Linked DNA regions of Mus musculus: all the other regions are linked to region 4. Evidence: chromatin contacts called from public promoter capture Hi-C data. All regions are on one chromosome and are shown on one strand. The core of a region is the stretch at or near the end of the contact, and the rest is flanking DNA. Distances in the headings are between cores, read along the strand shown. Region 1 holds the start of Pank2 (pantothenate kinase 2). Region 2 holds the start of Crls1 (cardiolipin synthase 1). Region 3 holds the start of Lrrn4 (leucine rich repeat neuronal 4). Region 4 holds the start of Tmem230 (transmembrane protein 230). Region 5 holds the start of Rnf24 (ring finger protein 24).

What was found. Promoter capture Hi-C pulls out the DNA fragments that hold promoters and counts their contacts.
Region 1: a contact with region 4 is called in a promoter capture Hi-C map of embryonic stem cells, with 3 times the contacts expected there. The contact joins the promoter of Pank2 here to the promoter of Tmem230 in region 4. A contact is called at or near these places in 6 of 39 promoter capture datasets (the C10 cell line, cranial neural crest, embryonic stem cells and 3 more) and 1 of 484 Hi-C or Micro-C datasets (B cells).
Region 2: a contact with region 4 is called in a promoter capture Hi-C map of pre-B cells, with 3 times the contacts expected there. The contact joins the promoter of Crls1 here to the promoter of Tmem230 in region 4. A contact is called at or near these places in 20 of 39 promoter capture datasets (the 3T3-L1 cell line, 3T3-L1-derived adipocytes, the C10 cell line and 13 more), 2 of 484 Hi-C or Micro-C datasets (CD4 T cells and pre-B cells), 3 of 115 datasets of contacts at active chromatin or transcription factors (the SCID.adh cell line, memory CD8 T cells and regulatory T cells) and 1 of 9 other capture datasets (liver).
Region 3: a contact with region 4 is called in a promoter capture Hi-C map of pre-B cells, with 2.5 times the contacts expected there. The contact joins the promoter of Lrrn4 here to the promoter of Tmem230 in region 4. A contact is called at or near these places in 5 of 39 promoter capture datasets (the HPC-7 cell line, liver, neutrophils and 2 more).
Region 5: a promoter capture Hi-C map of pre-B cells shows a contact between it and region 4, with 7 times the contacts expected there. The contact joins the promoter of Rnf24 here to the promoter of Tmem230 in region 4. A contact is called at or near these places in 5 of 39 promoter capture datasets (the SN4741 cell line, cranial neural crest, liver and 2 more) and 1 of 115 datasets of contacts at active chromatin or transcription factors (extraembryonic endoderm stem cells).

Annotation. Positions count from the first base shown.
Region 1 is chr2:131,258,221-131,264,009 of GRCm38.p6, forward strand. Pank2 (pantothenate kinase 2) reads left to right here and starts at 4,280. Exons shown (of 7, transcript NM_153501.2): 1 at 4,280-4,595. The coding sequence starts at 4,349.
Region 2 is chr2:132,843,497-132,848,756 of GRCm38.p6, forward strand. It overlaps Crls1 (cardiolipin synthase 1), which reads left to right and starts at 3,170. Exons shown (of 7, transcript NM_001024385.1): 1 at 3,170-3,629. The coding sequence starts at 3,321. It overlaps Mcm8 (minichromosome maintenance 8 homologous recombination repair factor), which reads left to right. Exons shown (of 19, transcript NM_001291054.1): 19 at 1-701. The coding sequence ends at 71.
Region 3 is chr2:132,877,104-132,882,925 of GRCm38.p6, forward strand. Lrrn4 (leucine rich repeat neuronal 4) reads right to left here and starts at 3,759. Exons shown (of 5, transcript NM_177303.4): 1 at 3,691-3,759; 2 at 2,132-2,812; 3 at 910-1,114. The coding sequence starts at 2,792.
Region 4 is chr2:132,246,081-132,251,082 of GRCm38.p6, forward strand. It overlaps Tmem230 (transmembrane protein 230), which reads right to left and starts at 1,708. Exons shown (of 4, transcript NM_027478.3): 1 at 1,493-1,708. It overlaps Pcna (proliferating cell nuclear antigen), which reads right to left. Exons shown (of 6, transcript NM_011045.2): 5 at 3,694-3,817; 6 at 3,206-3,615. The coding sequence ends at 3,536.
Region 5 is chr2:131,350,478-131,356,303 of GRCm38.p6, forward strand. Rnf24 (ring finger protein 24) reads right to left here and starts at 2,415. Exons shown (of 6, transcript NM_178607.4): 1 at 2,259-2,415. It overlaps Gm30590 (a long non-coding RNA gene), which reads left to right and starts at 2,355. Exons shown (of 2, transcript XR_374984.2): 1 at 2,355-2,701.

The DNA of each region.
Region 1 (5,789 bases), core at 3,030-5,529, 990 kb before region 4:
GTTATATCTTCATTTACAGTACTTCTTTTTTCTTCAATTTTTTTATGTGTTTTGCCTGCGTGTCTATGTACCACGGGTGTGCCTTATGTCTGCATGTCAGAAGAGTGTCCTATCCTCTGGAATTAGAGTTATGGATAGTTGTGAGATCAACAAGTACTCTTAACCATTAAGCCACCTCTCTAGCCTAACTGTACCCTAAGAAAGACCCTAAGGTAGCCACGTGGTGCCACATGTCTTTAATCCTAGCACGTAGGAACCAGAGCAGGGTGGATCTCTGTGAGTTAGAGGCCAGCCTGGTCTACAGAGCAAGTTCTAGGACAGCCAGGACTACACAGGGAAACCCTGTCCAAAATAACTAAATAAAAATAAAATCCTGAGGCTAACCTTGACAGCTAAGTCACTCCTAATCTCCTTACTCAGAGCAACTGAGAATCACTAATAATTTGTTTAAACTTTCCTTTAACATAGCAATAAAAAGTTAATATGGCCGGTGGTGATGCACGTCTTTAATCCCAGCACTTGGGAGGCAGAGGGAGGTGGATTTCTGAGTTCAAGGCCAGCCTGGTCTATAAAAGTGAGTTCCAGGACAGCCAGGGCTACGGAGAAACCCTATCTTGAAAAACCAAAACAAAAACCAAACCAAACCAACCCCTCCCCCCGAAAAAAAAAAAAGCTAATATGGTATTTCAGTACAGAAGCGACTGGAGCTTAGCAAGTTGTTCCTCTTAGAATTTGGTCAGCTCTGACGTGCTTACGAGGTTCCCTGTGCTGCTTGCTCTGACTCGTCCACCAGAAAACAGAGGGAGCCCCAAAGTGGTAAAACCCACAGTGATGCTCTCTGAAAACCCTCTTTACCCCAGAGAAGGGAAACTTCTCACTTTCCATTTTCATGTCATGTTTCTTATCTCACTTTTTAAAAGTAAATAGCTATCTTTAAGCACAAGTTTATTACTACAATGCTAATATTCAATTTCTTTTTCAAATGTTAACACAGACTTGCTCAAATCACAAATTAACACCTTGATGAAATATTACATAGAGAACACATGTAATCACTCAAATCAAGAAACACTACTAGTTTCTGGGGCTCTGAGACAGCCCACTGGGCAAAGTACTTGAAAACCTGACAACCTGAGTTTAATTCCTGGGACATAAGAGATGGAAAGAAGTAACTCGGAAGGATGATTATCTTCTGATCTCCACTCGGGCCCAGACCCAGGCCGGGGCCCCAGAAGAAAGCTCCCTGTCTCCTAGATCTCTTTCCCTTCCTCCCCTTTCCCCAAAGTAGCATCACCTTTGCTTCTTACATTTGACATTAATATTGGGGGGAAAAAAAAAGGTTTAGAAACTGGGACGTATGTAGCCCAGGCTGGCCTCAGACTACATAGGAAGACAGCCTGACTTGGTCTCCTGATCCTCCTCCCTCACCTCCCAAGTGCTAGGATTCCAGGTATGTACCACTAAGCCCAGCCCTTTAGTTCAGCTTTGTAATTGCAGTGCTAAAGATTGAACTCGGGGCCTCGGGAATATTAGGCAAGTACCGCTAAGCTAGACCCCAGCCTCTGAACTTAATACAGAATCTTATGTTATCGTTATCTCTTTTGCTTTTTTTTTTTTTTTTTTTTTGAAACAGGTTCTCACTATATGGCCCAGGCTGGCCTCAAACTCACAGAGATCGGCCTGTCTCTCTGTCTGCATAGTTCTGGAGTTGATTGGAGGTATGTGCTAACACTTTGCATTTCTGATTTGATTATAAATGTCCCACTTGTGATTAAATTTGATACCATAGAGTGTCAGCAAGTTCACAATATGAAGGGTGTGAAGGGTGAGAATTATATTTAAGAAACAAATCTGGGCATGGTTTGAAAAAGCTGGGGGTGGGTTTTCAGAAATCTATTGATAATTCAATCTGTGCTGTCCCTTTTCTTCTCGGGATAGGGTCTTCCTACATAGCCCAAGGTAGCTTTTAACCTGGGAACCTTCTGAGTGCTGCAGGTACAGGCATGGACCACCATGCTTGGCTCCAGTCTCTGCCTTCTTTTGATTATGCAGGCAGAGAATAGTATAACTTCCCTGCCTATTCTCTTTTTGCCATGATGGAGTCTGAATCTAAGACTTCCCCTATTTGAAGGACTCTCTACTGGAGCTATATCCTCCTCTCCCTGTTCTCTGTCATTTTTTAATTTATCTGCTTTTAGGTAAGTCGCCTCATCATCTAAATGTCTTTAAGCCTTGATCTCCATACTTTACAAATAAAGCTGGTTGGATTGGTTAAGGTTCTGTAATTAGTTGAAATCCCATATTCATTCACTCCTCCGATTCTTCCTTGGCTTGATTCTTCCTTGGCTTCGATTTTGGCTGAGGCTGCAGGAGCAGGAACAGGAGCGGGAGTGGGAGCGGGAGCAGGGAGTGGTGGCTGTCATTACAGGGGCAGCAGCCACAAATGTAGATGGATTAGCTAAGAGGGCCTCGTTCTTATCAACAAGAAGGGAGGTGTGTTCAGTTGCCAGGCATGGTGGCAAAAGTCAGCTAACCAGTCTGCAGATAACACCAGGAGCAAGAACACAGTTTCCTCTGATAGCAAGCACTTCAGGCTTGTAGATCCAATGCACTCCGGCTGGATGCCCAGCCCTAGGAGGTGGGGGGCGGGGGGGGGATGCTAAGTTCAGCAGTAGGGCTTTGATGGCTCTCACTTTGTCTCATCTATCTTGTCTTTATTGTTTACACATAATTCAGAATTCCAATGATGTCTGAAGATTTTAGCTTAAAGCCTAAAAGGAGCTTTCCTCAGGCTCTAGCCCAGTGATTTGGGTCGGTATAATGGCTACACACGGGACAGAGACAGCATGAGAGGCTGGCAGCATGCATTCTTACTTCAGCATGTGGCTGCCTGGTACTCTAGGGGGACCAGAAGAGAGAGTGGAATGGCCAGAAGTTACAGAGGGTTGTGAGCCATGTGGAAGCTGGGAATTGATTCCTGGTCTTCTGAAGAGCAGTCCTACTCTGTTATGGGCATTCCTGATTTTTGTTAGATCCAGTGTGTGTGTGTGTGTGTGTGTGTGTGTGTGTGTGTGTGTTCCTGCGGAAGCTGGAATTTCAAGTTAGGAAATAAGGTTTCCAGAGTTAATTCTACACTGTGGGGTACTAGTTTGGAGCAAGTATGGGAGTGTTTTTCAGCATTCACAAGAGAAGCTCAGGCCGGAACTATTAGTGAGGGAGTAAGTTAGAAGGTAAGAGGGCTGTTATTCAAGGGACATTATCTCCTCCCAAGAAAGGTACTTAGGAAATTGTGAGAAAGCCTCAGTCACTTAAAATTGAGGGACTGAGGGAATGCTTCAGGGGTATATCTGGGTGGGATATCAAGGGTTAGGGCACTTGGGAAGGGCAAACGATTTAAAAAAAAAATCCATCTTCTGTAAAAACCCAGGGGTCTGGAGCTATGGTTCAGTGATTAAGAGCATTTGCTGTTCTTGCAGAGGTCTGGGTTAGATTCCTGGGATCCATATGGGGAAATCCCTCGATTTCTTCTGCCCTCAGCGACCATCAGGCACACACCAGGGTCACAGACATACATGCATGAAAAATGCTCAAACACATTAAAGAAAAACAAACAAACAAAAACCCCAACAACAACAACAACCCCAACCAACCTAACTTCCAAGCCTTCATACTGCCTTCTTCAGGAAGGGGAGTAGGTGAAGGATTTAGAATCCACCTCCTCCCGCCAGTTGTCATGGAGACAAACCTCAGTCTTTTCATTCCTTCTGGTACTGGGAATGAAGTCATAGCACAAAGGAAGAGACGGTGCTTGTACTTTGTGGACTGTAGTGTGGCTCCTACTGCAGCTATAGAACCAGACCCGGGGACAAAGGCTAAGGTTAGTCGCAGCTCAGAGTCCTTCCTTCTGTTAACACTTCTCAGTAGCTTCGGGGGCTCTATTGGGCGGGAGGAAGGAGTGATTCGTGAACAGAGAAGAGATAGTAGACTCCCTGGAGTTCTAGGGAATAGGGGAGCAGCTTGGCCACCGCTCTCGCGGATGCACAAGAGAGGGCGCCCCTCACTCAAATCCTTTGGGCCCCTCCACGATCGCTCCCAGCCTGCGCTGACCCCGCCTTCATCCGTCCAGAGTGCCTGTCGTTGGATGGTGGCGCGGTCTCTTCGGCTGGAGTCTGGGAGCCTATTGGACAAGACCTCTGGAACCCGCCCCTAGCCAGCTCGGATTGGCTAGCTGCACGTTGGCGCAACGGAAAAGGCGGCAGCCGGCGTGCGCCTGCGCTCCAGCGGGCTGCGCGGAGGCGGCAAGGCGGCGCTGGGGGGCTGGCTCGGGCGGCAGCGGCGGCTGTTGCGGATGGGAGCGGGCCGGTTTGGCGCGCCTATGGAGCGCCAGGGCAGGGCTGCCGCCACCTCAGCCGCGGTCGGCGAGTCTGCGGACTCGGAAGCGCGGAGGCGGGACCCGCTGAGGCGCCGGGCGAGTAGCGCGGCGCCGTCGGGGTCCGGGGAGGCGGAGAGTGTGAGACGGGAGCGGCCCGGCTCTCTAGGCGGCTCCACCTCGGCCGGCCGCCCGCGCGCCGAAGGCCTCCGGAAGAGGCGGCCGCGTAAGTGCCCCGGCACGGCCGTCGTTGTTTGCGCGCCGGCGGTGCCCGCGCGAGGGCTCCCCGCCACTTCCTCCCTGTCCCCTGGGGTGTTCTTTTCCTGAGACTCCCTCTTTTTTTCTTGAGAAGGCTCCTCCTCTCCCAAGTCCCTTTGAATCATCCATCGCGCTCACAACTGAAGCCTTTTCTATGGTGATTAATTTGGAGGTTGCTAGAAAATGCCCCTGAGGCGCAGCAGGCCCAAAACTCGACTCTGGGCTCGATACGCTTCTAAGCTTTGCTCGGTTTTCTTCCCGAGAGAATTCAGGTCATCTCGCATCCAGAGGTTTTCCCCCGTTTCCCTTCCGTTAGTTCACGGGAATTCCGGTTTCAGCCATAGCATTCTGGGCAGTAAAGCCTTTTCTTTGGAAGGGAGTCGACCTGTTCCTCAGTTACTCTTAAGCCTAGGGAGTTACTCTTTTCAGAGAATCGGGTTCTCATTTTATTACCAATTTGTGTTTCTTGTCTTGTGTGTTTTCTCCCCTTTAAAGCCTTTAGGGCTGTTGTCTAGCATCCACGACTACTGCTGAAAGTGTCAATTGTCCTAATACTGTAATAGGAACTTTTCAGCATAGCTGTCTGTGTTTTACATGTGGTTAAGACCTGGATATCAGATTACGGTATGAGGAAGGTAAATGCTGAGTGCAGGCAGGCTATGAGAATTACGGGAAGTGGCTTGATGTGTGAGGTCTGTTGGATAGTCCGCGCCCAGCCCTACCTGCTCACCCCCACCCCAGTTGCTTTTATCGATGATTTGAGCGATTGGATGTAGCTCTGTTTTGCCATGGAAGGTTTGGAGGATGTATGTATGTATGTATGTTTAGTACTTTATATCACTATATGTATATATTTTTTTTTTCTTTTCTCGACTTGTAAGAGATTTTATAATACCAGCCACTTGGGAGGTGGAGGCAGAGGAATATGAAATTTAAGACCCTGTCCTAAAAGAAAAAAGGAAAACGGATTTTCAAAGAGTTCCTGTTGTAGAATCGTTTGCTTGATAAATAACTTCCTTATTACACTTATTTATCGTGTGTGTCTGTATTGGTGTAGGTCAGAGGACAACTTTGCCCAGTCCTGGGGATGGAGCTCAGGTTGTCAGACTTGAGGGCAGGTTTTGTTTTGTTTTGTTTTTTTTTTGTTTTTTGTTTGTTTGTT
Region 2 (5,260 bases), core at 1,920-4,419, 600 kb after region 4:
TTGGATCACTGAATGACCAAGGTTATCTCTTGAAGAAAGGCCCAAAGATTTACCAACTTCAAACTATGTGAAAGACTTTACCACATCAGGGCTTCCTGTGGTTCAAAATAGTTCAGAATCATCGTAATTACAAAACTGAAAATAAAAGTTCTGAAAAATGACACAACTCCTATAACAGAATAAAGGCCTATCCATAATTTATCCAGAAGAGTAAGAAGAGTAAATTGTTTCCATTATTTTATCTAAATAGCATAAGCATATGCTTTTAACTCATCATATTTTTAGTAGTGCTTTTTAGTTTTGTATATCAGATGTCTAGCAGGCATTCAGCTAATGCAAAAACAGATTAGTATGTGTTCAGGTGAACTTTTACTTAAAACATTAAACTTTGGCTCTCCTAAATTGTTCAGGTCACAAAAACTCTTCATTCATTTTTAACTTTATGATTATGGGCAGTGGGTCTGACTTGGCTTCTCATTTGAAAGTAGTGGAAATTTATTGACTTAATTAGAAGTCTTTTCTGGGGCTAGAGAGATGACTCAGTGGTTAAGAGCACTGACTGCTCTTCCATAGGTCCTGAGTTCAAGTCCCAGCAACCACATGGTGACTCACAACCATCTGTAATGGGATCCAATGCCCTCTTCTCGTGTCTCTGAAGAGAGTAACAGTGCACTCACATAAATAAATCTTAAAAAAAAAAAGAAGAAGAAGAAGTCTTTTCTGAGGAGTATTATTTATAGAATTGCATGACTGCTGATGATTTAAAAAAAAAAAAAAACTGAAAAAAAAAAAGCTTCCAGTAGTTTGTAAAATAAAACTAGCCTCTTGCCATGGTGCTTAAGGTGTTCTGCCTCTGTGCCTCATGGATGCCATCCCTGTACTTGGAAGAGTGTCTGCAGAAGGTAAAGGGATGGCTTGCCTGCTGCATCAGAGCAGCAGCAAGAAGCACTGTTCATCAGGCCTCAGAAGAGAAAGCACATACAGAGACATGGACCTGAAACCCCCATGCTGAGGGGTTTCCTGTGGTCTGCTTCAAGGAGGCAGGACCAATGAAATCAGAATTCATCATGTTTTTGTGAGTCTTCAAATGGAACTGGACCTCTAGCCAAAGCATTCTTTGTATATATAGCCAATAAGCACGTTAGCATTTAACAGACACTGATTAGAAATTAGTTACTTATGGGCAGTGGTGGCGCACTTGGGAGGCAGAGGCAGGTGGATTTCTGAGTTCGAGGCCAGCCTGGTCTACAGAGTGAGTTCCAGGACAGCCAGGGCTACACAGAGAAACCTTGTCTTGGAAAACCAAAAACCAAAAACCAAAACCAAAAAAAAAAAAAAAAAAAAAAAAAAGAAATTAGTTACTTAACTTCCAGGAAACCAGGAGATGAATAACTAAAAAAACCAAAATACCCAAAAACTGAGTTGGGGAGATGGCTCAGTTGGTTAAGTCTGAGTAAGATCCTCATGTAAAAAGCCAAGGATGCTTCATTTGTAACCCTAACGCTGGGTGGAGGGAGGAGAGGCAGTTTCCTGAAGCTCCCTGGCCAGCCTGAACTGATGAAGCCATTCAGCATCAGCCTCTGCCCCCACACCTACACACATACAAAAAGCAGTGTGCGCTGAGTAACCAAAATAAAGCAAATCCTAGTATTTTACAACGAATATTTAACTGATAGTAAATGCAAAATGAAAATGAAATGAGGGATAATATGCCATAGAATACCATAGAAATATTAAACCCTGACTTGAAGGAACCAAGTGGTAGCTGATATAAATATGATCAAAGTCAGCTGGTTAGATTAGCTGCAAGCAGCTCCATCAGTTGACCCATCCATCCCAAAATGGGCCGATCAGACCACTGTATACAAGGGGATGACTAAGGCTAAGACTATATACAAGGGGATGTAACTCTAATTATGAACAGAAACTGACTTTGTTTTTGTTTTCGAGACAGATTTTCTCTGTGTAGCCCTTGCTGACCTGGAATTTACAGATATCTATCAGCCTCTGCCTCCCAAGTGCTGGGATTAAAGGCATGCACCACGGCCACCTGGATTTATCTTTTTACTTCTTTTTCTCTTTGTTTCATACCACTGCTTAGATTTTTCTTCTCTTTTCCTCTTCTTTCCTTTTCTTCATTTTTCTTTCTTCCTTTTTTAATTAAAAAGAAAAGTCTAGGCCTCTCGCAAAAACCAAAACAAAATAAAGATGATCTTGATAAAAAGCTCCTTAAGACTACAATCCTTAGCCGGGCGTGGTGGTGCACGCCTTTAATCCCAGCATTCGGGAGGCAGAGGCAGGCGGATTTCTGAGTTCGAGGCCAGCCTGGTCTACAGAGTGAGTTCCAGGACAGCCAGAGCTACACAAAGAAACCCTGTCTTGGAAAAAAAAAAAAAAAAGACTACAATCGTCAAATGTGATGTGGGCTTTACGAACAACTTCCAGGTGAGTGTGTGCCATCACAGACTGGGCTGAAGAACAGTGGAAAGACTGCAAGACATCACCACGTGGTGACCTTTCACTGGTTTGGTTCTTGCCCGACCTGGATTCAAGGCCCTGGGTTCAAGCTCAAATCTATAACAAAATGGTAGGTTAGGTAAGGTTATAACAGTGAACTGATTTGTTTCTAATTCAGACTTAGAATAAGCAGGTTTCTCCTGTCCACGGGCTTCTGTACCTGTAAAAGTAAAGGCAAATACAGAAGGCATGTTAGAGTTGTTGAGAGGATAAATAATGACACTATAACGCATACAGTAAGCACTTCCCAAGTAAACAATTAGTGATTGCTATTATTGACATTTCCCTTTGCTCTATTCATATGCATTTAGTGCTAAGGAAGCAGAGTAGGTACTTAACTACTTTGATGCCAACACTAATGCTTTACATCTCCAGTGATAATACAGAGCCATGCACACCAGCGGGCCACTTGGCATCAGGCAGGCCTGATATAAGTGGCTTCCTGTGGCCACGTGGCACTCGCTCTTGGTCTTCCCTACCTGTCATTCTTCTTAGCCTGCAGGCACTAGCGGCTCTACTCACTAGTCAGGTCTTCCTAACCTGCGGGCCTTAGCTGTTCGTGCTCGCCGCTGCCGCGCGGGGGCGCCGGTGAGCAGAGCGGCTGGGTGTCGTGAAAACGTCGTGAAAGCTGACTCCCTTGGCGGTTCAGGCCACCTGTATAAGCGGAAAGTGCCAGAGTGTAGAAATTAGTATGGAGCTGTCCATACGGCCTCGGCACCGCTCGACTTCTCTAGAGAAGCTGGCAGCCGGTGCCAGGGGCGTCTGAGTTCTCGACTCTTGGACTCCGTGGAGGCCACACGGCCATGTTGGCTTGGCGCGTGGCGCGCGGCGCGTGGGGCCCTCTTCGCGTGGCCCTCCGGCCTCCGGGGGCGCGGCTCGGCAGGGGCGGCTCCCGCAGGGCCCTGCTGCCGCCCGCGGCCTGCTGCCTCGGCTGCCTGGCTGAGCGCTGGCGGCTGCGGCCGGCCGCGTTCGCCTTGCGGCTGCCCGGCGCCGGCCCGCGGACCCACTGCTCGGGCGCGGGGAAGGCAGCCCCGGAGCCCGCCGCCGGAGGAGGAGGTGCCGCCGCGCAGGCCCCCAGCGCCCGATGGGTCCCGGCGAGCGCCGCCAGCTCGGTACGTGCGAGGGAGGGTCGGCGGGACGCAGGTGACGGGCTCGGCGCTCTGTCGCGACACTCACCCGGTGTTCTGGGAAGTTACGGGCAGCCAGGGCGTTCGATCTTGGTGAACTTCAGGGGTCCCCCGCCGGGTACAGTCTCTGGCCAAGTTGAAACCCACTGTAATCCCCTTGTGTGCACACCCGTTGCTGGGAGGTGTGTCTACACGTTGCATAGGTAAAAACAACCATCGCTCGTCTAGTTAATCTGTTTTTAATTTTTTGAAGTGAATCTTCAGGGTTAAGTTCGGCGGAACCATAAGAACGGCCCTTCTGTCCGTTTGTGCAGATTACATCATCCTTTGGTCTTTAGCAGTATCACGGAGGATAATTATCTGGCTTAGGTTGTAATGAAAAGATCTTTCAACTTTGTATTATAGAAAGCTTCAGACTATTCTTGACGTAACAGAAGGATTTGTTCACCTTGCCTGGTAAGATAACTTCCCAAGCAGGTGACACCAGAGCATGAGTGTGGCCCAGCTTTTGATGTCATGTTAGCAAGTCCATGCAATTATTACATCTTCAATTGTTAGGTCTTCAGCGGCCACTGTACTGCCCTGCTCTCCTCAGTTACACAGCATGGGCTGAGGTGGCCACACCCCGGCAGGGGTCACAGCTTCAGGCCTAGCTTTAAAACTCTTGGAGATTGAACGCCGCCGGATGCTTTGAAGTTGCCCTCAACCTGGCTGAAGCCCTTCCCAGCACAGTTGGCCGAGTATGCCACAGGTTATCTGGTTGGGTAATTTGAGATTAAGCTTTGTCGACTTTCACAAATGTCCAAATGTAATAACTAGATATTAATGAGCTTTTTGTAGGGTTTTGTTTTTCGAGACAGCTCTTCTCTGTGTAACAGCCCTGGCTGTCCTGGAACTTGATCCGCTGGCCTCGAACTCATGAGATTCACCTGCCGCAGCCTCCCGAGTGCTGAGGTCAAAGGCCTGCACCACCACCATGCCAGCCGGTGAACATTTTTTTGTGGGGCACAGGCTCACTTACTGGCCTGGTAGCCAGCTGTAGTTGTGTTGTGTCTTTACCAAGGGAAGTGAGGAGGCTGGGTGCAGCTTTCTATTTAGTCATGCTCTTTCAGTGTGTTAGACTAACTTTGGAGCTCTTCATTCTCAGCTTTTGCTTGCTTGTTTTAGTTTTGAGATAGGGTTTCTGTGTGTAGTTCTGGCTGTCCTGGAACTTAATCTGTAGACCAGGCTGTCCTCTGAGATCCACCTGCCTCTGCCTCTGCCTCTTGAGTGCCCAAGTTAAAGGCGTGTGCCGCCATAGTCTGATGGCTTTTGCTTTCTAGCACAGCCCTGAGCTAGCTACCTTTCTCTCTTCCCAGCTTTTGTGAGTTGCTGTAATATTGGGTCAGTATTTGACTTTGTTCCACAGTGTGGTCAATAGCCTTACTCTTTTCATTACACATACAAAGGTCAGGGCAAATCTCGAGCTGTCTCAGCAGCTTGATACTTTTTCTAAATTTCAGGAACATTTCTAATCTTTGAACCTGGGTGAAATGAGCTTGTTTTCATACAACTATATAGCGTAGTCCTACTTGAATAGAAGATTCCAGCTTAGAGGGTTGTATTGCTTCTGATTT
Region 3 (5,822 bases), core at 2,509-5,008, 630 kb after region 4:
CTTATCCACAATATGGGAAGCCCTTTAGTGCCTCTGAGCTACCATCTCACTGGACTCTGAGAGGCAGGCCTTTGACCCAGGAAAAATGCTAGGTCCAAGTGGGTCAGGGAACACAAAACCTCGCAGCAGAACTAAGGTTCAGGGTCTTTACAAAGGTCAGTGACTCAGAACAGACTGTTAAATAACTGGATATTTCAAACAGAGCTGTTTAGGCTTAGATTCAACAGAAACCATAAGGGCTGAGAGCATTGAGTAAGGGGCTGGCTGAGGTACCCAGATCCCAAAGAGAATTGTTCTACACCCTGTGCAAGACAAGGGAAGACTGAGAGATGGGGTTTACTAGCCCACCACCCACCTGTAAACTCAAAGAGGGGAGACAAGACTGGACAGTGGGTTGGAAGCTCCTCTAATTCCCATCCCTACCAAAACACAAGGAGGAAAAAGGATGTGTCTACATCAAAGGGCAAGTCCCAGATATAGGCCCCACTGACAGGAGGTGGCCTGGGGTCTTCCTCAGTGTCCTACTACTCTGAGAAGCTAAGCCAGTGCCTGCTACTAGAATAAAAGGAGCAACTCCAGGTCCTACTGCATGCTAAGCCTTCCTACCCCTCGTCTTCCATCCCAACCCTACTCATACCCTGGGATGGACTGAAGAGGCATCATCTGGGGGAAAAGACGGGGTTCCAGTGGAGAGCCCTGGTGTCCTTGGCTCCTCCTTGCTAATTATGGCTGTGGAGACTGTCTGAGACCTTCCTAAGATACTATGAGAAAGATGAGGGAGAACGGAAACCCAAGAGGATTTGGAAGAGCAGTGGCAGAAACAGTAAGGATTGGTATGTCATAAAAATTCAATATAGTTTAATGGGCAAAATCAGTCCAATAATAAAAGCTGGGCTTAGGTTCACTTACTTCTGAAACTGAAGGACTTGTAGATTGGGTGTGTCTTGAAAGATCTCTGTGTGAACAGAAGTAAGTGCTGGAGAGTCTCCACAATCCAGCTGCCGCAGGTTGGGAGTCATCTTGAAAATGTCTCCCTCCAGTGTCTTCAGCCTGGGCATCTTTCTCAGGAAGAGGGACTTGAGCTTTGGCAGGTTTCTGATCCACCCAGACTCAACTAAAGTCAAAGGAAATTATCCATTACAGTAAGGAACAAAACCCCAGGGGACCAGAACCAGCAATAAGGAAATAAGTGACCCAGGGGACCAGAACCAGCAATAAAGAAGTGAGTGATGGGGTTGGGGGTGGGGTCACTGGTAGGGCAGCTGGAAAGGCTCTTTCTCAGCTCTACCTAATCCTTCTCACAGCCCAGGTTGGTTAAGATTACAAAGAAGCAATGGACAACTCACAGCAGGTGTGAGTCTGTACCCAGGACATTATCTCCAAGCCTGCTGTTGTCACAGCCTCTGGTTAAACTCCACTTGCAAAGTAGCCAGACTTAGTTCTAATGCCTCCCAAGAGCTGAGAGCTTTCGAGGAACATAAGAAAGGACAAGAGGGCACAGGGTTGGAGGCGGGGCCAGGAACTCAATTTTTGTAATTTCCCAATATATGGAAAACATCCCCTTTTCTGAATTCCTCGTTCTCTCTAGCCCCCTGCCACTCTTCCTCTCACGGCTGTGATGAACACTGGTTATAGACACATGAGGTATCTTTAAAGACCAATAAAATCGTGCTCTTGAATCAAAGACATCTCCCTCCTACATTCCGTTGAAAGGATCCAACATCCAAAGAAACAATGAGGGTGGTGGGACAGTGGAATCAATGAATTCCTCAGCATGCTTGAGGCTAAGTTCGTCTGTCAAGGGCCACAATGATAACTTCGCCTCGTCATTCCATAGCGTTCATCTAGCCAGAACGCAGTGGCAGTGGCTAAGATGTTGAGATCTGCCTGTGAAATGTTTGGGCTTGGATCTGGGGACATTAGGCACGCTAGACCTTTGAGACTTTGGTAAAGTCACGCCACCATTCTCTGCCTTGGTTTCCTCATATATAATCTGGAGATTATCAGCAGTTCTGTGATTGTGGAGCACTTTGGGCACACGCGGATGGTTTCTGGGGCCACCTCTAGAAGAGCGCAACCCTAATCTCCAACCTCCCCAAAGGCACATGTGTAGCCCTCACACGGTTCTCACCTCTTTCTAGGCTCGTGCCGCTCAGATCCAAGAGCTCCAGTGCCGCCAGGGGCCCACCGTCCACCCCCGCGAATGCCTCCTGGGCGATGTGGCCCAGCTCGCTGCAGGAGAGGTTGAGAAGCCGCAGCGCTGGGAAGCATGCAAAGGTCCGTGGCAGCAGCGCTCGCAGTGGGTTCCCGGCCAGCGCCAGCGAGCGCAGGCTGCTCCCCGAGGGCCCCGCGCAGGGCGGCAGCTCGGTCAGCAGGTTGTGACTGAGGTCGAGCTCACGCAGCTCGGCCAGCGTGTCACGGCCCCAGTGTAGCACGGAGATGCGGTTGTGGTGCAGCGTGAGTACGCGCAGCTCGGGCAGGCGGCCGAGCACAGGCTCGCTAAGGGCGCGCAGCAGGTTGTGGCTGCCATCGAGGCTGCGCAGCGTGCGCGGCAGGCAGCTAGGCAGGCTCTCCAGGCTGCGGTTCGCCAAGTTCAGAGTGGTGACTCCCGCGGCGGGGAGTCCTACACAGAGAGAGTCGGTAGGGTGGCGGTCGAGGCTGTCCCAGTCTCCCTGCTGAGTGAGTCGGAAGAGGGGGATCCGGTCCTGGGAGATCCTTTCCAGGCTCTGGCTCTGCGCCATCAGCAGTTGTAGCAGGAGCTGCAGCAGCTGCAGCATCAGCGTCCACCGCATGTCAAGTCTCTAGGGAAAGACTACAGAGGGCCCATGGTTTCAGAGGAAGCCCCGAACGAAAGGCACACAAAGTTCCTGTAGTGTGTGTGTGTGTCCGGGGAGGAAGTAACCCCCACCCTCATCCCCACCCTCACCCTCGTCCCCACCCCCACCTCGTTTCTGTCAGTGAGCAGGTGGAGACGAGCGTTTTCCTCATCTCTGGTGCAAGATCCATCACACACCTGCTTGTCCTTGCTTTTCCAGCAGGAGTCTTCCCTGTCTTTTCCATGCCTGGCCTGACTCTTCCAAGACCCCCGCCCTCATGCTTCCGTGTGCTCCTTCTCTGAGTTTTCGAGAGAAGGTTGTTTTCTCTTCCTCTGTAACACCCCCCCCCCCACTTCCCCCACCCCAGGTTAAGCAGCTTCGTTCTAACCGTGAACACATCCAGACTAAACCTCTGCTGAGATTAAAAGTATGGACTCAAGGAAGATTTAGTTGTACCTAGAAACCATCATCTGGCTAACTTTTCATAATACAAGGGTCCTGCCACTTCTGGTGTCTCTTTCTTAAGAGAAGCTCAGGGTTGCCTTCAGAAGAAGATAGGAGCCCTAGACACCCGCAAGATTTGGGATCCTGGTCCCAGATAGGTTCTAACAGAAGCCAGCACTGGGTGTCAGCCCTTTGCAGGAGGGATTGATTGCCCAGCCCTGTTAGCTGTGCAGGGCAGGAAGTCACTGTCTGATAGCCCACATTACTGCAGATTCCCACCCTGGCTCCCTGCTGAACACTGATATGAACAGTGAGCCACCATTAAGGCTCCTAGGGCAAGGCTCCCCTCTTAGTAGGGAGTTAAAGTGATGAGAACGTTGCTGGGAATTGGAGCCAGGTGCTAATGTATCCTGTAGTATGCCATACTTACCAGGCAGCTGTCCCAGTGGGATGTGGCGCGCCCTTTTAGGTCCTCAGTCTTTGGAATACTGTAGGAACCAGTGACCTCCCGGGTCAGCTCTGAATGTCAGAGGGAAGAAGCCAGGTTCCCGGCTGCCCCTCCTCCAGCTCCATCCAGGAGGAGCTTGAGACACTCCTGCCCCGAAGCCCCTCCTTCCCCACCAAGAATTCTGTTGTTTTCTATCCCCCTTCCTCCCTCTCGCCTCAGGCCTCTCTTTCCATAGACCTGGCATTCCCAGCTCCAGCCCCACCCCCACTCCTCCCCGTCCTCTTTCTTTGCTAAACTTCTCCCAAGCTTGAGAAAAGAAGCCAGCAGGAAGAGCAGTACTCAGTAAAGCAGCACGCTCACCTCACAGGAATCTTAGTCTCCCTTCTAGGTGATTCCAGCCATCCCAGGCCCACCAGGACGACTGGGAGCATGCTGGGCTATTGTCCTCAGTTCTTTGTATATAGACCCTGGGACCAGAGCCTCCAGTTTTTCCCCCTGTCAGCGCTTATCTTTGGGCATCTCTGAGAAGTCCCAGGAACCTTTCAAACTGGTCTGATGAGATTACTAGTCCCTGGTGGTTTCATTTGATGTCCTCTTTATGCAGTGTCTCAAAGATAAGTGTTTCGGTCTAGGCTGGCTGAGACCTGGTTAGAAGCATTCCTCGGCCTGAGCCAGGTTAAGGGGAGTCTGCTCAGTGCTCTCTGTAGGGAAGCGGCCAGGAGGTCTGGGTCCTGGCCCTGGTGGTAGAAACCCGACACCACTGGTTGATCAGGGAGGGAGGGATGGGTGAGAGGGAGGTGTAGAAGACCAGGAAAAGATGGAAAAGGGAAGGGGATGGAGACTGGCTCCTGTGGCCCAGCCATGAAATCCTCAATGCTTTGGACAGAGTTGCATACCCAAGAATCAAAGCCTCAGACTTCTCTCAATATTAAATATGCTCTGTTCATCCTGGTCAAGCCATTGCCTCCACTGAAGTCAGCATGGGTAGCTGATTTCAGTTGGAGACACCAGATAAGAAGGACCAGAACCCATTAAAATATAAGTACCCTGTTTAGATAGACCACAAGGAGGAAAAGACGTTGTCTTAGTCAGGGTCACTGCTAGATCCCAGGTTCATAAGCATTCTCTCATCGAATCTTCTCAAGGTACTGCCCACAATCCCATGATAAGGAAACCAAAGTCCCGAGTTGACTGGGCTCTGGAGCAGATGATGGGTGAGCCATCTGGGTATTCTGAACCAAAAGGTGTTCTGTTGCTCTCAGTGGACCCAGTGTATTTCCTCGTAAGATAACCGTTCTTAGCTACTCAGATAAATCCATATCACTTAAGACACTAAAATATTTAGAAAGTCTCCTTTTGTCTATGAGCTGACTTCTTGGGCATAGTAGGATGAGGAAGTGCCACTGTATGGCACTTGGGAGCTTTTCAGGGACACCGAAGAACTCTGTTGCAGTCCTTTCTCTTGTAGCACTGCAGGAGCATAGGAAAAGGTGACATACGTGTTTTACCATAGGAGGATGTTGCATGTAATGATTAAAAATCAATCCGGGGCGGGGGGTGGGGGTGGGGGGGTGGAGAGGTGGCTCAGCAGTTAAGAGCACCGACTGCTCTTCCAAAGGTCCTGAGTTCAAATCCCAGCAACCACACGTTGGCTCACAACCATCTATAATGAGATTGGATGCCCTCTTCTGGTGTGCCTGAAAACAGCTACAGTGTACTTACATATATAATAAATAAATTTTTAAAAAATATTTAAAAACCAACAAACAAACAATCCATGCTAATGCCAGCTATGCTCCAGTACCGCGGTCTCCCCTCCCCCAATGGGAGCTACAAGCTTCCGGCTTCCTTGTTTCCCTGCCTCTGAACTGCTCTATCTTCCCAGCCACTCACCTCCTGTGGCTAGCTGTCACAAATCCCTGTAACCCAGTAAAATAAAAATTCCAGAGGTTTGTAATTTATCAGTCAGATTTATAACTAAATTCTTAACTCATAGAACGCCCACTCAAAGAACTCAAAACTCGGTTGATAATGATATAAGCTGTCCATCTAGATTGGACAAATTGTCCTATATTATTCTATTAACTATCTGTGGCTCTTTCAAGCCACCTGGA
Region 4 (5,002 bases), core at 458-2,957:
GGGAAAGACTTGTTGTCTGCAGCAGTCCCAGTACAGCCCAGGAAAGGATGTCAGATACTGTTCCGAGCTGCTGTGCCACATGCTACCCATGGTAGCTTAGGCGTTTCACTGCTTACGGTGACCCGACACTTCTTGTACACACTAAGCATGCTTCCTTTATGGATCTAGGTTGACTTCACAGAAAGACACCAAAGGCACTTCACCAAGAATCAGGCTCTGTTCAATCTGCTACCGATGTTTCTGGCCTAATTTTCTAAAGTCCAATGTTCACATTTTCAACCCCTCCCTTACAGTACTGCCTACCCCTTAACTTTCCTCAGGAGCATAAATTCACATAACTTTTTTGTCTGCCATGAAAGGAGGAGGAGGAGGATAAGGAATGACACACACATCAGCATCGTGTCTACTTCTAGGTGTGGTACGGTTCTATGTACAAATTCTTATCCATGTGGGAAACGCCCTGGCTATCCATACCACACTAGACATCCACGGCCACCTGCCTCTCTGCTCCCATCCCAAGCATGAAACAAGTGAGTTTACATTCCACATCATGTAGCTCCTGAAAAAACGGATCTAAAAATCCGTTTTACTCAAACTATTCAAAGCAGACAGACATAATAAAAATCATAACTACTGAATTATTTGAGAGTAGGTAAAATTTAAAAGCAATGACGTTTAAATCTTAAAAGTTTGAAATTTAAGCTCAGTACTTCAGTAGGTTACTCTAATCCCAACTACTTGGGAAGAAAGGTGTGGATATACGAAGTTGGAGGCCAGTCTGGGCAACATAGGAAGACCAGACACTCTCCCCTACCATAAATGAAATGTGTGGATTCTTTATAAAGTCATACAATTATGTAAACAAAACAGACTATTTTATTTGCAATGGCATTTGAATTCTAAACGCAAAAAGTCCATCTTTAAGAAGAAAACTAAGTGGCCTTCACTGGTGTGATGTTTTGCACATAATCTCCACAATGGCATGTGATATTTTTTCGATCTTAATGAGCTGCCAGACACTGGTATTACAGTCGACCTTAAGTAACTAGCATGCAAAAAACTGGTGTCAAGTGTTTCTGCGTTTTGGTTAATTACATCCTAGTTCAGAAGTACTAAAAAGGAGCAACGGGAATCCATTTACATTTCTAAACCTTAGGTACTAGGTTTTTGATGTTGCCATCCCATAACATGTTTAATTCCTCATATCTAAAAGTTGAAGCTACCAATAAGCAGGATTTTCGAAGCATTAAACCATGCCTGATTTGTATTACAAGTTATAAAGTTATGTACTTTCCACTTATAAACTCGCACCAAAACAAAAACGTTGCAGCACGACAACGAAATGGGAAGATTTGTTTTTCTTAGCAAGGGATTCTAGAGTGGCGTTATCACATAGTAAATGACAACTTAAAAAACTATCAGCCCAAGTTTCTGCTACACTTTTTACCGGCCCCACCACGATTTCTGCCCACCCTCCCGGGCCCACAAGGACCTAAGCGTGGCGCTGTGGACAACCTCTCGTCGCCCTCCGCCGCCGCCAACGTGAACTAACTGTCTCCGGGAAGCAGCCTCGGTGGCAGGGCCAGGTCTCGCGGCTGGCTTCCGGGAGCGCGCGCCCGCCCCCTACCCGCGCTGCGCTCCCCGTTCTCCGTTAGGCGCGCTCGCAAGGCTCGCTCAACAGCCAAGCGGAAGGGGCGGTCTTAAGGACAGCCCAGCGGAAGTGACGTGGCGGATAGAGGCGCACCGGAAGTGCTGTCACCAGGAAATCGTGTCATCGAATCTTGCTTCCAGGGCACATGGCTGGAGGGCTTCATTGCTGTCTTGTTTTATGTTTGGTAGCGTTTCTTTACGTAGCGCAGGCTGTCCTGGAACTCAGGATGCTGATTAGGCTGGCCTCGAACATAAGGTTTGCCTGGGACAAATGGCGAATGCCACCATGCTCAACCGGGTAGCGGCTTGCTTTTGCCCTGGTGACCAGGACCTGCTACCTCCATAGGGTGGGCGGGCGCGTACTTAGGGTCTCACCCACCAGGATCGAGTTCACAGCAAAACTGTTGAGGTTCCAGTCCTGACCCCATGGCCACATCGGTGCACAGCAGAGTCCTGGGTATCCAGAGGGGTGGACAAGGGATACCCACCAGGAATCTTGCCCTGTCCTAAACACCCCTATGCTGACACTGGTCACCACTCACTAATTAGCGTTCTCACAGCCCCAAAATCTTGTTATTACTACCTGATTATTAAACACTACCCAGGTAAGTGTCCTACCTACCAGACACAGCTGAGTTCTAACATTCATCCTCATGAAAGTGACGTCTTGATAAAGCATTCCCACCACTCCAGAGTTCTCTGAGAGCAGTATTTGCAGGCTACTTCCTTCTGCACTTAATTGGCTCAAAGTATTGAACAGTTGTAGCTACTAGGCATGAGCTCTAACCAACAACCTCCCAGAACAAAGCTGTATTGTCTACATACTGTCAAACATGAAATACAAAGGAAAAATATCTTGGGGTCCACAGATAGAGCTTAGTATTTAAAGGCCTTCAAATGTGGCCTCCCGGAACAGAGCAAACAGGCTCTATACTAGCCATGGTTTGAGATCCTGCTGAAATATAGCAAGAACTGAAAATGGTTCCCCACACCAAACCAGGTTAACACACGCATGCTCACTCATACCTGCAAAAGACACACACACATAAAAACTGAGAGGGGAGGTAGGATAATTTGTCACCAAGCTTGAAGAACTTCATTCAACCCCTGGAAGCCAGGGTGCTGGGGTATACCAATTCCTATAAAATTGTCCTGACCCCCACATGAGCCTCACACATACACAATAAATATACTCAAATATTCTTTAGTTTTATGTAGCATATCATGATCAAAACCACAGGGCCTTTTTAACCCTTCTTGGATCAAGTAGCCACGAAGTTTGGGCCTTTGCTTCACTCAAGATGGACTGTATGTAGTCCTGGTTGGCCTAGGGAGAGATTTATCCACCCCACCCCCTGCACTGCCATTAAAGTTGTATTTTAAAAGAGCTACATCCCAAACAAGGCTACCAGAAAACTTTGCACAACGTAATTACATAAACTCAAGAGAAACATTTTTTTATTGCTATCTCCACGATGGAAGAGAGAACAAAAGCCCATTTACCTAACAGGGTATAACTATTCAGTAGCCATGGTACAAAGGCGGCACTGCTCTATGACTTTTCAAATTGTTAACTTTATTTAAATTGAACAATATTTCTTAAAACTGCATTTAGCGTCAAGATCATTGATGAAAATCACCAGTATTTGTAAAGCAGAAACATTCATGTTAACAAAACTAGTTTTTACTTTGGAGCTTATTCTTTAAGCAAATTATGGAGAATGGAGAGAAAAGAAAGTAGGTTATTTACAGAAGATATCTACATATTTTATTTTAATATTTAAGAATACTCAGGTACAAACTTGGTGACAGAAAAGACCTCAGGACACGCTGGCATCTCAGGAGCAATCTTCAAAGGTTTAGTTTTCTCAATTTCTAGCAATGCCTAAGATGCTTCCTCATCTTCAATCTTGGGAGCCAAATAATACTTTAAGTGTCCCATGTCAGCAATTTTATACTCTACAACTGAAAGACAGGAAAAATTAAACCACCGAATACTATAAATACCACATTACAAAACAATGTTCAAACTTATCATCTTACCAAGGGGCACATCTGCAGACATACTGAGTGTTACTGTAGGAGACAGTGGAGTGGCTTTTGTGAAAAAGTTCAGGTACCTCAGAGCAAACGTTAGGTGAACAGGCTCATTCATCTCTATGGTTACCTAGAGGAGAAAACAGGCTCACTGTAGACATCAGAAACTCACACTATTAGATCACGGTATTATACCACAAAGCAAAACAAATAGTTATCATTTTGGAAGGGTTGATGAAAACCTTGACTAAAGAAGAAAAAAGTCTAGCTTGCCCATCCTGTAGAGCCACACCCCAAGCAATCAAAACAAAGGAGAAAGTTGTTCCTATTCAGATTGTACATACTTCTCTTGCAAAGAATGCATGAAGAGAGGAAGATAACACATAACCACTTCCAAAAACAAGAACCAACAGCTGAATGCAAGCTAAGGGACAGTAAACCAGTCTTCATTGTATGATTATCAATTTTATTCAATTCCCAATCCTTGAACATGTGGATACTGAAAAATTCCTTAATTTCTTTTGTTGTGGAAATGCTTGCACATCAGACAAATACTGATGAATTACATGTCAGTATTTGAGAACTGAGGAGCTGAAGTTGATATGGAAGTAGAAATAATTCAGCAGATTAAGGTTAAGAACTAGTTCTTGGGTTGTGTGTTTATCTATGTTCGAATTCTTACACTTTCATTTACTTTAAATTCATGCAGAGGCCAAGTAACACCTTATATTTACCTTAAATACTTGCAGTAAGCACTCTGAATTTCACTATACTAAACCCTAAAAATCCTATTTAGTTCAGACTTCTGTGTGTAATTCTGATGCTCAGGCTAGCTAGCAAAACTTAAAAAAGAAAAAAAAAAGTGTAGCCATGAAATATACATTGGATTCCTGAGAAAAAGCCTCGATTCAGGGATACTTAGAAATTAAAGAGGCCTAGTATGTTCTACTTGAATGAGGAGGACTCGGAGAACATCTTCCTTTGCCTTCCCAATTTCTTCCTCATTCTTTTTGAGCTAGATTTTCTGCCAGGTTGACTTTAAGCTGAGAATCTTCCTGCTGTAGCTTTGAGTACTACAGTTGTGGGTTTGAGACATCATGCCCAGCTTTCTCTATGGATGTAACTGTCAAGAGCATTTAATACAACTCTTTCCACATTTTGTGAAGTCTTTCTTATTTCCCTTGGGACTGCAAATACTCTTGAACCTGCAACACATAAAGCTACATACACCCCCAACCATTTTCTTTTGCTCACTTGCCAACCCTCACTTATTTGCCAAGAGTATTTCCAGGAAGCAAAAGGCTGTACACTTAGC
Region 5 (5,826 bases), core at 1,165-3,664, 890 kb before region 4:
TGGCAGAGTGTACTACAACAGCATGTGAGGTACCAGGCCTACCAAAGCAAGGCTGCAGGGAAGTCCTGTGTGATACCAACACATCGAAGATCTATTACGTGTTTGGTTGCGAATTATTATTATTTTAGCAGGGTCTCGTCAGGATCTCTTGTATCCCAGACTGGCCTCAAATTCACTATATAGTCAATCTCCCAAAGGGAGATGGATTACAGGTATGGGCCAGCAAATCTAGTTAATTCCGTCCAAGGGATCAAATCCAGGGTGTTGTGCATGCTAAGCAAGTACTTCGTGTTTGGTCCCTTGAATTAATTTCTGATCACTTAACATTCAGAAACTTTTGATTGCTAATGTTTGTGACTCCCACAGTTATGCAATCCCATATTGGATTGTGACCCACAGTTCACGAAAGAAAGATGCATAAAGCAAGAATTTCATTAAGAATAATGGATTGTCATCCAACCAGTGGAAACTTTCCTTCAAATTAAAAGCAAATGTTTCAGGCAGAGTCTATACATAAACAGATGTTGTGGAGGTTTACATGTCATTTTGTACTGAAATTTTACCAGGGATGAAAATATATGTGACTCAAAAATAAGTAATCTTGAAGAGAATCTTAAAGAAAACTGAACCCACTCAATTATTCATATATAAACTGCATTTTTTTTACCTCCACTATTTTGAATCAAAAGATCATAACAAAAATATTTCAAAAATGTGCTTTTTCACTCTACAAAATTAGAAGGGTAAAAAAGAAACAAAAATATCATTATCCAACTAGAGTAATAACTATCTTCTAAAATTCAAATAATCTTGCTTAAAACAAGATAACAAGGAAAAGTTTGTTGTTTATTGAGACAAGGTCTCATTCTGTGTTATGGCCTGGAAATTACTATGTAAATCAGACTGGCCTTGAAACCACAGAGATCCTACTGCCTCTTCCTCCCAAGTCCAGAGAAGGCATTTTCGGCCACACCTGCCTATCTTAAATACCTCTTTTTAACTGTCTAAGTGAACACACCCTATCAAGTTAAAGCCTATGGAACCCAGCAGCGCTTCCTAGCCTCTTTGGGGACGGAGAAGGGGGGAACCAGGAGCAGGGGCGAGGGGGAATGAAGACAAACAATGGAGGAAAAAAGGGGTGCTTTCTGATAAGTCATGTAAGATGATCTGTTCAGCTAGGCTGCACAACCAAACACACAAAAATTCAGATCAAAGCTAGGGTGCATACCACGGTAATATTTAGGTAATATCCTTTGCCAAAGCATTAAGGGGTGCGGGGCGGGGGCGGGGAGGGCGACGACCGGACTGACAAGAAGGTGGAAAGAACCTGCTAGACCACCTCTTATTAGAGCAGAAAGGCAAGAAACATAATCTGTCTGTATGGAAGAGTGGGGAAAGCAGTGCCCTAGATATATTGGGAGTATTCCTATAGATAGGTACACAAGCACAAAGACCTATTATCATGAACTAAGCCCAGAAAACAATGTTCAGGATGCCGGCGTACCGCCGCTACGTAAATAGATCACCATTAATCGTAAAAGAAAGTGTTCTAAATATACAGAGACATAAGAATGCAGACTCACACTTTCAATGAACAGACCCACTGGTTTTACAATGAGAAACAACGAAACACCAAAAGACCTGTTATCTGAAATAACACCAGAGACGAAGGGGTAAAGATGAAGTTATCTTTACACCTCTTTTCCTTCTGCCCTTTACGACGATCTCAGACGGTCTCATTTCACAGGACACACACCACTAAGGTCTCCGGAAACAAAGCAGGGTCACTAATTCTCTGGCCTGTGGGTGCACGCACGCCCCCCACCCACAAATGATGAGGCCGCCATATGACTTTCATTAATAAATAAGCCAACCAGAGAGGTCTCAGTGTGCCTTGCACGGTGTGACAACCAGGCACGAGACAAGCACCACAAAAGAAGGAGTGGCTCGGGACCAGAAAACCACTGCCACACCGCACCCCCCGAGACCAGCGTCGGTCCCCACCACCGACGCAGAGGCAGCGGCTCCTCCATCCTCCGCCCATCCCGCCTCCCCCGCCCGGGCCCAGCCCGAGGTGACCTCCGGGTGACAGCCCGCGCCGCCCTTTGTGCCTGTATGTGGGGACTAACCCACGGACCCCGGTCTCGGAGGGGGTGCGAGGCCGGCGCGCTGCCCTCAGCATCCCAGAGCCGGACCTGCGGAGCCTGCGCTTCAGCCTCAGCCGCGCGGCGCTCAGGCCCAGCCCTCCCCTCACTCACCCGGGCGACGGGCAGCGGGCGTGCGGGCGGCGGCGCCCGGAGTCAGCTTCTTGCGGTGAACTGCTAGAGCCGCGTCCGTGAGTCCGAGCCGCTGAGCTGGCGGTAGCGACTGCTTAGCTGCGGCCCCGGCGAGGGGCGGGCCCGGCGGGGGAGGGGCGGCGCCGCGCCTCTCATTCATGCCGCGGGGGCGGGGTGTGGGACCCGGATGCCCGGGCAAGTCCCGCCTCCTCACTGAGGGCGCGCGGCTTCATTGTCGGCAAGTGCGCAGGCGCGGCGTCCCTTCCGCTGGGCTACTGGCTGCTCTAGAGGATTGATTCGTGATGCCCAGCTATAAGGTTCATATCTTCTCCGCTGTGTAGTGTTTTCCGTGTATGTGGACGTTCGTAAGAGTTAAAAAAGTAAAGCTTCGCTTCTCGTAGCATCCGGCCCAAGAGTCCTCAAAGGTGAGGTACCCCTAGTTAGATCTTCCACCTGCTGCGCCTGTACAGACAGTGGAAGGAAATATATTTAAGAAACAGTGTGTCCTTTATTTAATTACATCTACTCATTACTCTCGACCCCCAGCTCCTATTCTACACTACAGACAAACTGACTCAGGATTTGGGAGCACTGAGCCCTTGCCTAAATTCTAGCAGGTCAGCGAAAGCATGCAGGAGTTCTCATAGCTACCACTGCTAAAACGGATTAGCAGAGGGTGTGGGTACCGCACCTCAGGCCTCCCTCCCTTAACTTCCCATTTCCCTGGGAGGTATTTCCCCCCCCCCCCCCGCCCCCAATCCTTCTATAAACCATAACTAGTTTGTGACTTTAAATTCATCATGGAAAATGCCCACCAGCCCATTCCTCCAGCTTTAGTAAACCATACATTTCCTAGGAAAGGGGAAGTAAGAAGGACTCAGAATGTTTAATCACAGACCCTCGACCCAACTTCCTCTCTCTCCAAATCAGGCCAACACCTGTGAGCTATTTCCCTTCTCTCCTCCCCACCTCTCCCCTGCCCTCCTCTTCCCTCCTCTCCCCCTCCTTCCCCCGCCCCCCTTCTACCTCTGCTCTCAGGATCCCTGCTGTGTTGTTGCCAGCTTAAAAGTCCTACCTAATTCTGTCACCTTGGCACATAGGCTAAGGCAGATCAGTACCGACATTAGGGTACAAAGCTTTCATATTCTTGGTCTCTTGTTCAAGGAATTGAAATAAAAGCTCTCACCGATGTGTAAAAGTAGCAAGAAAATTTAGTTGAAGCAAAGCAAGGGGGGGGGGGGGAGCAGCAAAGCAAAATAAAAAAAAAAAGAAAGAAAGAAATATTCAGGACACACTACAACGGAGCTGCAGGCCACGTGAGTGAAGATACTCAAGGGCTTGGATTACTATCTCAGGCTTTCTTTTACTGCATTCAAGAGAAGTGTCGCACAAACTAGAGTTGTCCGGGGAGAGGTTACCCCAGTTGAAGAATTACCTCCTTCAGGCTGGACTGAAGGCACCTCTGTGGGGCATATGCTTGATTAATGATTGATGTGGGAGGACCCACCCCTTGTAAGCATATCACCTGCCACCGACTGTAAACCTATACACACCAGGAATCTCCTTTGGAAAATATGTCAGTGGTTGTACTGGCTAGAGCTTTATGTCATATCCACACAGCTAGTGCTATCTGGGAAGAGAAGCCTCAATCGAGAAGATGCTTCCATTAGATTGCTTGTAGGTGAGTCTGCAGAACATTTTCTAGATTACTGGTTGACATGAGAGGGCATGAACCACTGTGGGTGGTATCACACCTGGCCAGGTGGTCCTGGTTGCTATGAGCAAGCCATAGGGCGCAAGCCAGTAAGCAGCACCCTTCCATGGCCTCTGCACCAACTCTTTCTTTCTAATCCCTCCTTTGAGTTCTTTTCTGACTCCCCTCAATGATGGCCTATTTATTACCTGTAAATGTAAGCCAAATAAACCCTTTCCTGCCCAAGTTGTTCTGGTCATGGTGTTTTATCACAGCACTAGGGGAGCAAACTGAAACAATGGTCTTGCTGGGAACAGGATTAGAGCTACTACACTGATCTGTCAGTCGAGACCTGCCCACTGGTGCAATAGCAATGACCATTGTGGTTTAGCTGAATACTTTCTGATTGGACTTGAGGCCTGCCTCACAGGGAGGAATTCATACTTGATACTGTAAACTTGGTCAAAAGCAAGTGGCTGGGGAGGTCACAGACCCTAGGGGCATCTAAGTACTGTTGTTCTGCTAAATGTTCATATTGTTAAGCTGCATCCTAAATATTTATATGTGTAACCATAGATTAGTGCTGATCCCAAGATTGGACAGAGAACCTTCTGTTTGCAGTGGCAGCAGTTAGTGCAGAGATCCATAAGTGGTCAGAGAACTAAGAATAAGTGACTATTGGATGCTTAGTCCTAAACAGGACATCTATTATGACCCCAAGGCTCAGGGAATATCATGTAGGAGGGGCCAGAAGAATGCAGAGCCAGTGGTGGGAAGGAATGTCGTGAAATGCTTTCTTCTGAGTGTGACACAGTCATGGCATTTGTGACCCTGTGCTTACCTGCGTGAGATTTAGCCAGTGAGCATCCTGGCATGGGTGGAGGGGGATTCACATCCCACCCCACCGCAACTGAGAAGCTCTTGGTAGTTGACAGCTGCTGGGAAATCAATTTTCTTTAGAAATACGTCTGCTAGTATGTTGCCTATGATCCAGTGAATGATACCCTACCTACACTGTTGTGGGGAGTACTTAATTAGGCTCAGTGAGGGGAGAGAGAAGAAGGAGAAGGGGAGGGAGGGGGAGAGGGAGAGGATGCATGTAGGTGGGAAGGAGATGGACTGGGGAGTTTAAGGGATGGGAGAAATTGAGGGGTGGATATGATCTATATACATGTATGAAACCATCAAAGAATAAGTAAAATATACTGCAAAAAACCCCACAAAACTCCCTTGTTTGGGGTCATCTGAAGACTCTTCCCTGGATGTCTGTCTTGTTGGATGTGGCAGCCCTGTGTTCTGTGTTTCCCAGTTGAGCTGTCTCTACTGATGAGGCTCCTCTCCGAGCACTAGAAGGGCATATTCTCCCCCTCTCTCTGAGGTCTGGTCATGTTGTCTCTGAAATGATGACCTGTCCCTGCTGATGCTCTCTTGCCTTAAGCCTGAGAATGGCCCTCCATGGTCTTGAGGCCCTCTCTCCTAATAAAGCTTATTCTGAATCAGTCTGCGGAGACCACTTCCTCCCTTGCCCCTTAAACCAGGACGCTGGGGGTGATCCCCTCCCTTCCTGCCTTTTGGACCCAGGCTTGCTGATGGCACCTTTCACTTTGGCACAAAGCAGACCTCCTCACCTTTCCCCTGGGCTGCTCAGACTCTGCAGCCCATTCTCATGCAAACCTATCGTCTCTCTCTCAAGCTCTCTCTTTAAAACTGATGTGCCTGTGCCACTCTGCTGTCTGGCTTTCTCATTTGCTCTTCCCAGTCTGGCACTTGAGCCTCATTTTGCAGCTGTTTCTAGAGCAGCACAGCACCTTTTCACTCCGCAACTGTTGCCGCTGGTCCCTCTCCTAGAAAAGCAAC